2 separate regions of the Triticum aestivum genome follow, and region 2 is linked to region 1. Evidence: chromatin contacts called from public Hi-C data. All regions are on one chromosome and are shown on one strand. The core of a region is the stretch at or near the end of the contact, and the rest is flanking DNA. Distances in the headings are between cores, read along the strand shown. Region 1 holds the start of LOC123093708 (60S ribosomal protein L23). Region 2 holds the start of LOC123093709 (sugar transporter ERD6-like 4).

What was found. A called contact is a pair of places that touch in the nucleus more often than the background predicts.
Region 2: a contact with region 1 is called in a Hi-C map of leaf, with 3 times the contacts expected there. The contact joins the promoter of LOC123093709 here to the promoter of LOC123093708 in region 1. A contact is called at or near these places in 2 of 5 Hi-C or Micro-C datasets (both in leaf).

What each region holds. Positions count from the first base shown.
Region 1 is chr4B:631,667,748-631,671,793 of IWGSC CS RefSeq v2.1, forward strand. It overlaps LOC123093708 (60S ribosomal protein L23), which reads left to right and starts at 2,211. Exons shown (of 3, transcript XM_044515724.1): 1 at 2,211-2,329; 2 at 2,430-2,714. The coding sequence starts at 2,317.
Region 2 is chr4B:631,826,581-631,830,626 of IWGSC CS RefSeq v2.1, forward strand. LOC123093709 (sugar transporter ERD6-like 4) reads left to right here and starts at 2,240. Exons shown (of 17, transcript XM_044515725.1): 1 at 2,240-2,635; 2 at 2,763-2,852. The coding sequence starts at 2,360.

The sequences.
Region 1 (4,046 bases), core at 961-3,460:
TGTAGGAAGCATACATGTATTATGAAATTGGTTATTGTGTAGCGAAGCTTCATTTTGTGGCGGTGACGATATTATTTGCATGGAATTATTTTCAAAAGTTATTACACGAGCATACGGTTGACTATTGTGGCTTACAATCAATCTTAGCCATTGACTTATGACTGAAACCTTGCAAGAGAGAGAATTGTTGAAGGTACTAGTAAGGTATTGAACCACACATGTGTGGTGTAACAAATACATGTGTTTAGAAATGAGCATGTGCATCCAAGGAAGTGGAAATTTGTTTCCGACATTAGTTGTATCTATTCCCATAGTTTTTTTTTCCTGATCCACGTATCTCTCCATCAAGATTGCTTCCAAATGAGATCAGAATTTACTTCCAAAGAAAACAAATTTCATTTCAGAATAGATTGGACTTTGCTTCCACACGACAACACGAAACAAATCATAGCACATCCACGGGGACGACGCCCTTGCTGGAACATGAGCACCGTGTACAAAGGGGTGTCTTCATGGAGGAGAGTCTACGAGAACGGAGAGACAATGATGACAATGGATCGAGGTAGCCTTGTACAAGATCGGATTGTGTCGTGGCTAGGAAGGGCCGTGAGAAGACTTGAATTGTGCCCTATGTGCACCGACCTCGATGCTCCGGTGGGCCGCGATCTCCTTCATGCCGAGTCTTTATGTGTCCTCGTCTCCATCTCAAGTGCCCCTTATGACATTTTGTGCATGAACCTTGATTTTGCTAACACCATGGAAGGAATCGTTTGAGTGGAGGGAGTTGTGGCTCATAGTGGTTTCTGAGATAGGTAGTTAGGGTTTCAGGGTGGACGAGGAGGTGCGACTGGTGTCAGACACATGACGTTGGATTGAATCGGTAGGATGAACGGTCCCGCACTCGTCCGGCGAGAATTGAGTAATTAAGTGTACTGATAGGAAGTGTTTCCCCGTATAGTTCCATGGTCTCCTCAAAGCGATGCCAATAATGGCTTTCTTCATTTATTTTCTCTAGTTATGGCACAAACAAAATCTAACTATTGCTTCCCCAAGGCCCATCTACGTGTAATATGAACCATAATGTACAAGAACAAAAAACAAGGCAGTAAAATAGGGAACCTGAAAGGAATAATTGCACAATCATTGCCAAATTCAATCTGTCGATGCCCTTCGACTCGTCGCCCTCCCACAAACTTGATACAAGAGAGGGAGCAAAGAGGTAGGAAGTGTGGGTCAGACTATTTTTGATGAAAATGCGGGGAGGGGGAGGGGCCTTGGAATCAAGGGCGGGCGTGCGCACACCTATGAGTGCACAACTTGGAATCAGAGCTCGATTACATAAGTCGTTTTGGTAGCCACCCTAAACACGCTTCTATACCAATTCCTCAATTCGTTGCGAAATTCAAACATCCGAACATGGTGTTACATTTTCTAATTCTGCATTCTAAATATGCCTTTAATTTTTCGTTTGCCATAAAGTGTGTAAATTATTTGTGTAGAACATGAATTTGTCACTCTTCTTTCTAGAGGAGAGCATACGAGGAGTTTCCGCGTAGCTCGATGCATAGCGTCATGCAGTGTACCTCCCTCCCATGCTTCCGCTATGTACACTAGGCCAACCCAACTATCTCTCCTTTCTAGTTTTGGGAAGGTTATCATTTTCCTTTCAGTTTTCTATGTTTATTTTTTATTTTTGAGTTCTCTTTTATTTTTTTCTGTTTCATTTTTTCTATTTTCTATTTCCATTTTGTTTTTATTTTCAAATTTATGAACATTTTTCGAAATTGCAGAACATTTTTAAAATTTGAACATTTTTCAAAATCATGAATAAATTTGTACAAACATTTAAAAAACATGAACAATTTTTGAATTCATGAACAATCCAAAATCCCGAACATGTTTTCCCAAAATCATGAACAATTTGTGAGATCCCTTTCTAGCGCGCGGGTCATGGGAATAGGGAGTCCCGAACACAAGCTTTTCATCTCTTTTATTTTTTTAAAAAAATCTTCGTTTTTTTTTGAGGTGTAAATCTTATCTCCTAAACGGGCCTTTGCCTGGCATCCCCGAGTTCCCGGGCCGAAAACACCCGCTTCATTTTCTCACTACGGCCCACGAGAACCCACGCCCGCCGCCGCCGTTAAACTCCCGTGCCTGGCACGTCAGAGAAAGACCTTTTTACCCCCTCCCCAACCCGCGGCCACCAAACCACCTGAGGGCATTTTCGTACCAACCGCAGCCAAAACCCTAGCCCGCCGATCTATAACTAGCGAGCCAGGAGAAACCCTACCAGTCGGTCCAACCGCAGCCGCCGCCATGTCGAAGCGAGGTGAACCTCCTCCCCCGCCCCTTTCCCCGATCGATTCTTGATCTGCCTCGTCGCAATCTCATCTGTGATGCTGATCTTCGTGCTGTTTGATCCGGTCCAGGGAGGGGAGGCTCCGCGGGGAACAAGTTCCGGATGTCGCTGGGGCTGCCTGTGGCGGCGACGGTGAACTGCGCCGACAACACGGGCGCCAAGAACCTCTACATCATCTCCGTGAAGGGCATCAAGGGCCGCCTCAATCGCCTCCCGTCCGCCTGCGTCGGCGACATGGTCATGGCCACCGTCAAGAAGGGCAAGCCCGACCTCCGCAAGAAGGTCATGCCCGCCGTCATCATCCGCCAGCGCAAGCCGTGGCGCCGCAAGGACGGCGTCTTCATGTACTTCGAAGGTACCGTCACATCTCCCTACTCGTACGACCCCCTCAGTCGATCACTGTGATGGCAATCTACGATGAATCTTGATTATAGTGCTTAGTTCAGTACCATCTTTGTCTGAAATCTTACATTGCTGCCTGCTGTGCCATACCCATTGTAGAATTCTGATTTCAACCGCAAAAAAAAAATTAGAATTCTGATTTGTGTGTCCCCCTGTGGAATTCATTACCTAGATAATTCTCGTGCTGTGTGGCAAAATTGCTCAAGCCGTATGATGCTATTTAGTTCTGAACGCTGCTATAGTTGTGCATTTTATTCTTGTAGATTATTTGCCTGGCGTCAGACATTGGGTTTTTGATCTTGTTGTGTGACGGGGGGACATCCGAGTCCTTCTGCCTGATTAGGAGCAAACTCTTTGTGTTTGTATATTCCTTGGCGAACGTCACAAATCAAGCCTCTGTATGTTGATTCCCCTGGAATTGCTCCATGCAGAGGCGGTCTCATATTCCATTGCCCTTGATAGCGGCGTTGCTGCAGTTAAACTTTGGGACTTGCCATGAGACAATCATTTACTTGCATTCATTTCATTTCTCTTTTTTTACCAAATGTGTGTCTGTTTTTGTTTGACGGGAGGACATCCGAGTCCTTTTGCCTTTGTGGAGCAAACAATCCATGTTTGTATATTCCTTGGCAAACGTCACAAAGTGAGCCTTTTTATGTTGAGCTATCCCTTGGGATTTCTCCATTAGAAGGCAGTCTCATATTCCATCGCCCTTGATAGCAGTGTTGCTGCATTTAAACTTTGGGAATTGCCATGAGACTGACATCTGTTATTGCCCAAATTTTATTTCAAACTGCTTATACCTTCTGTTCTATACAATGTGTCTTTATTTATTTATCATGAAAATTATTGTTATGTGATGGGAGGACATCCGAGTCCTCTTGCTTTTGTGGAGCAAACTATCCATGTTTGTATAGTCCTTAGCAAACATCACAAAGTGAGCCTTCTGTTGTTGAGGTTTTCCTCCAGGGATTTCTCCATTAGAAGGCAGTCTCATATTCCATCGCCCTTGATAGCAGCGTTGCTGCATTTAAACTTTGGGAATTGCCATGAGACTTATATCAAATATTTTTATATCTTCTGTTTTATACTGTATCTTTATTTATTTATGAAAAGTATTGTTATGTGATGGGAGGACATCCGAGTCCTCTTGCTTTTGTGGAGCAAACAATACATGTTTGTATAGTCCTTAGCAAACATCATAAAGTGAGCCTTCTGTTGTTGAGATTTCCCTCCAGGGATTTCTCCATTAGAAGGCAGTCTCATATTCCATCGCCCTTGATAG
Region 2 (4,046 bases), core at 990-3,489, 160 kb after region 1:
GGACCGGTTCATGATGATGAATTTGGAGGGCATGGATGCAATGACAATAGAATTTTGGGAATTGAAAAAGAATGGAGATCATGTGCCGGAGAAAGAGGAGCTTCAAAATCTTATGGTCGGTAGTAGTGTTGGGTTTGGAGGTGGTGGAGGGGGTGGAGGGTTTGGCATTGGGGGTGGTGGTGGCTTCGGCAATGGTGGTGAAGGTGGTGTTGGTGCTTCGGCCAACCATGTGGATGGTGGCGGTGCTCATTCTCCTGTCCAAGTTCATGAAGATGGTGGTGCTCATTCTCCGGCCCAAGTTCATGAAAACGGTGATGCTCACTCTTCGGTCAATGTGGATGATGACGATGGGAGCTTGATTTCTCTATGGCCGATGGTCATTTGAGCATCTTTTGTTTTGCTTGATCGCGCATTTGTGAGGCTAAACTTGCTATGGTGCCTCGTATGTTGCGCATGATTTTGGATATGATAAACTAGTATGATGATGAACTATTGATGTATACATATATAATAAATTTCGTGTATTCATATGTAAGCACTTGTCAATATTTATCCTATGATTTATTTTCACTTGTAGGAAAATGCTTATAGGAAGGACATCAGTAGTAGCACTGGAAAATAACAAGCACTGCTGCTAATTAGCAGTAGCGCTGGTCCCTGGCAGCGCTACAAGTGGTGCCTTAGCAGTAGCGCTGTAAATAGAAAGAGCTCTACTGATAAGTGGGACCCAACGAGCCCACCAACGCTAGCTGTAGTAGCAGCACGGCCCAAAATACAGCGCTACTGCTAAGACTTTAGCAGTAGCGCTTGCTTTGACAACACCGCTACTGCTAATGGGCTCCACTTAGTAGTAGGGCTGCTCCTGACAAGCGCTACTACTAAGCACCATAGCAGTAGCGCAGTACCGCGAGCCCTATTTATGGCACCTTACACTACTACTAAACCTACTCCGCATGCTACTCCTATTTGCGGTACCACAAGCCCTCCAGCGCGGAATAGATCCTGTAAACGTGTCCCTCAAAACATTTGCGGGAAGGGTTTACGGGATCTGTTCTATCGGAGGGTTCACGGTACCGTAAATAGTCAGTGAGAGGAGAGCGTATGGGGTTGGCCGGTGCAGCTGGCCTGCTTAAATAGTCGGTGTAGGCAGACCAATGCTACTTCAATGCGGCGTAGCATGTGGAGTAGGTTTCTGGGTCGCTGCATCGGTGTGAATGCTAGAGCGGTCAACCCTACGGTCACATCTGTCTACCCAACATCAATGCGGGTAGACGGTGCTATGAGCGGCATGAATGAGCGACGAGGTTTCTAGGAAGGTTTTGGGTGCCCCCTTGTTGTCGGACTCAAACTTGACATGAGTCCGGACACCCGCAAACATCCCTTGGCTTTGATGCCAGTTTTTGGGATTTCAGACGTCCAGGTATGTCTGCTAACGTTTAAGGGACGGCGTTAGATAACAAAATACGTTTGGACAGACCTAGTTCAGACGTTTAGGGGAGATTTGGTGATTAGTGTTGAAGTTTTCCTAAGATTGTAGAAAGTAAATCCAATAGTTCTTGAAAGATGTGATGTACTACAAGGAAGGAGGGATGGGATGGGACATGAAGTATTTGATCCCGAGCTCATATGCTCTCACATGAACAGTAAAATCCAAAAATATAGTAAAAAAATTCAAAAAAATGATTTTCTTTTGTGATGAACATTGATAAATTTCTAACTGCATGCAAAATTTCAGGCCAAAATGATATTCGTGGAGGTTTGGCTTCATTTTGGAGCATCGATTTCGTTATTTTTGCCCTAACCTCCACGAATGTCATTTTGTTATTCATCAATGTTTATCACAAAAAAATCAGATTTTTTTGAATTTTTTACTGTTTTTTTCGATTTTATTGTTCATGCGGGAGCATATGAGCTCGGGATCAAAAGAGCACTTTCGGGACGTGATCGTTATACTCTCCAATTGTCCCATCGAGAGGGGGTGGACCCGATTGAAGGAAAAATTGCGCAAACACTAAAGTCGCAGCCTGCAAAACGGTAGTTCCTCTGTAGTGATCTAAAATGTCTTGTACTCCCTTCATTCTTAATGGAGGGAGTATTTCTTTACATATGTAGTGCCAGAGTAGTACATAGTACTCGGTCGCGCCTTGTGGAATACATAGCACTACGAGGGAATAAGGTCCAACTGAATAAGACCTTGTTGTGACCGTAGGCTTTTATATACTCGGTCGCGCCTTGTGGAAGCGAAGCATATATAGGTACATCTACAGGCAAGAGACGAGCCCCATCTCAAAGTCGACTCTTCTCCTCCCCTTCCCACCTTTGTCTCTCGTCCATCAGGAAGCGAGGGCCTGCAGGCGCCATGAACGGCAACGGCGGAGACGGCGGAGGGCACGAGAGCGGCGGAAGCGACCACAACGACATGCGGAAGCCGCTGCTGGTGAACACAGGGAGCTGGTACAGGATGGGGTCGAGCCTCACATCATCGTCCATGGCCATCACGCGCGAGTCCCACGTCTCCGCCTTGCTCTGCACGCTCATCGTGGCGCTCGGCCCCATCCAGTTCGGCTTCACCGGCGGCTTCTCCTCGCCGACGCAGGACGCCATCACCCGCGACCTCAGCCTCTCCATCTCCGAGGTCACCATCCTCTTCCATAGCCCGTCTTTGTTTACCGTGTTACCTCTGTTGCGGCAGCCTCGCTGGCTTGACTTGGCCCAGGATCTCAGTCACTGACGAGGCTGTGGCTGTGCGTGGCGTGCCGCAGTTCTCGGTGTTCGGCTCGCTCTCCAACATCGGCGCCATGGTGGGCGCCATCGCCAGCGGGCAGATGGTGGAGCACGTTGGCCACAAAGGGGTGAGATTTTTTCCCTTAGCCTGCTGCTTGTCTTCCTCTACCATGCCATTGCGAGGACGACCGGTTTGTTGCCTGTTGCATCGCACTTAAGAAGGGTCAATGTCAGTCCTTTTGTTGATCGATAGTCCCATCGCATCAGCAAATTAAATAATGCAATCTTCTACGCAATCCATCTATTTTTACCATTTAATAAAGCAAATAAAACACAAATGGAGACTTCCTCGGTGTGAAATTACTTGTCGCAGAAATAGATGTATCTAGACCTAGTAGTTCTGAACACATCAATTTTTATCCATTTCTGCGCCAACTAATTCGAAACGAAGGGAGTATGATTTATCATTCTAAACATAATTATGTTATCAACACAAATGAATCAGACAACCAACCATTACATATCTCACGTAATAATACATGGACGCAGTCCAAGACGGTACTCCCTCCATTCCGAAATAAGTGTTGTGGTATTAGTTCGAGGCTTTCTTCTTCTCGGCATCACAGTCGACCACCTGCTGCGTTATAAACAGAAGTGTGGCATGCATGCGCCAACACGTACTGCTGCAGCATGTTACCAGCTAGCTAGCCTACAATTAATCCTACACAGGATTTTTGGTTGAAAAAGACCCCTGCTCAATAGAATTGTTAAAAAAGACTTCTTCGAATAAAATTGACAAAAAAGACCTCCTCGGTCATGGCGGCAGGTGCGCCGGGCGACACGTGGCACCTGCTGCCACGGTGGGAGGGGCAGCCCGCGGATTATGGTGCACTTGCTCGCGCGACGTAACGGAGGCCAGGTGGTGGGGCCTGCCGCCTGAGGCTGAGGCGGCAGCACAGGTAGGTAGCCTCGTCGCGTCCTGGCGCACATCAAACTGGCCTAGCCTAGCTAGGTAGCCTCGTCGCGTTGTGTCGTCGATCTGAAATACCCCGCGAAAATAATCAGCCCTAGCTGCTACTACCACTGCCGACCTATCGACCTAGGCTCGAGACTTTTGAGTTTTGATCTGGGAGCGTGTACAGTGTCAGTGTGGTACCAGCTCGAGAGCAAAATTTCCAAGTTGGATAACTAACGTGCTGGAGCATTTCTGCTCGTGCATGGCATCCTGATCGACACGTTAGGTCGGCCCCAGACAGGCGTAGACACGGCGGTATGTACGCTGCACTAAGCTAGCTAGGACGCATGCTACTGTAGGTCTGTGG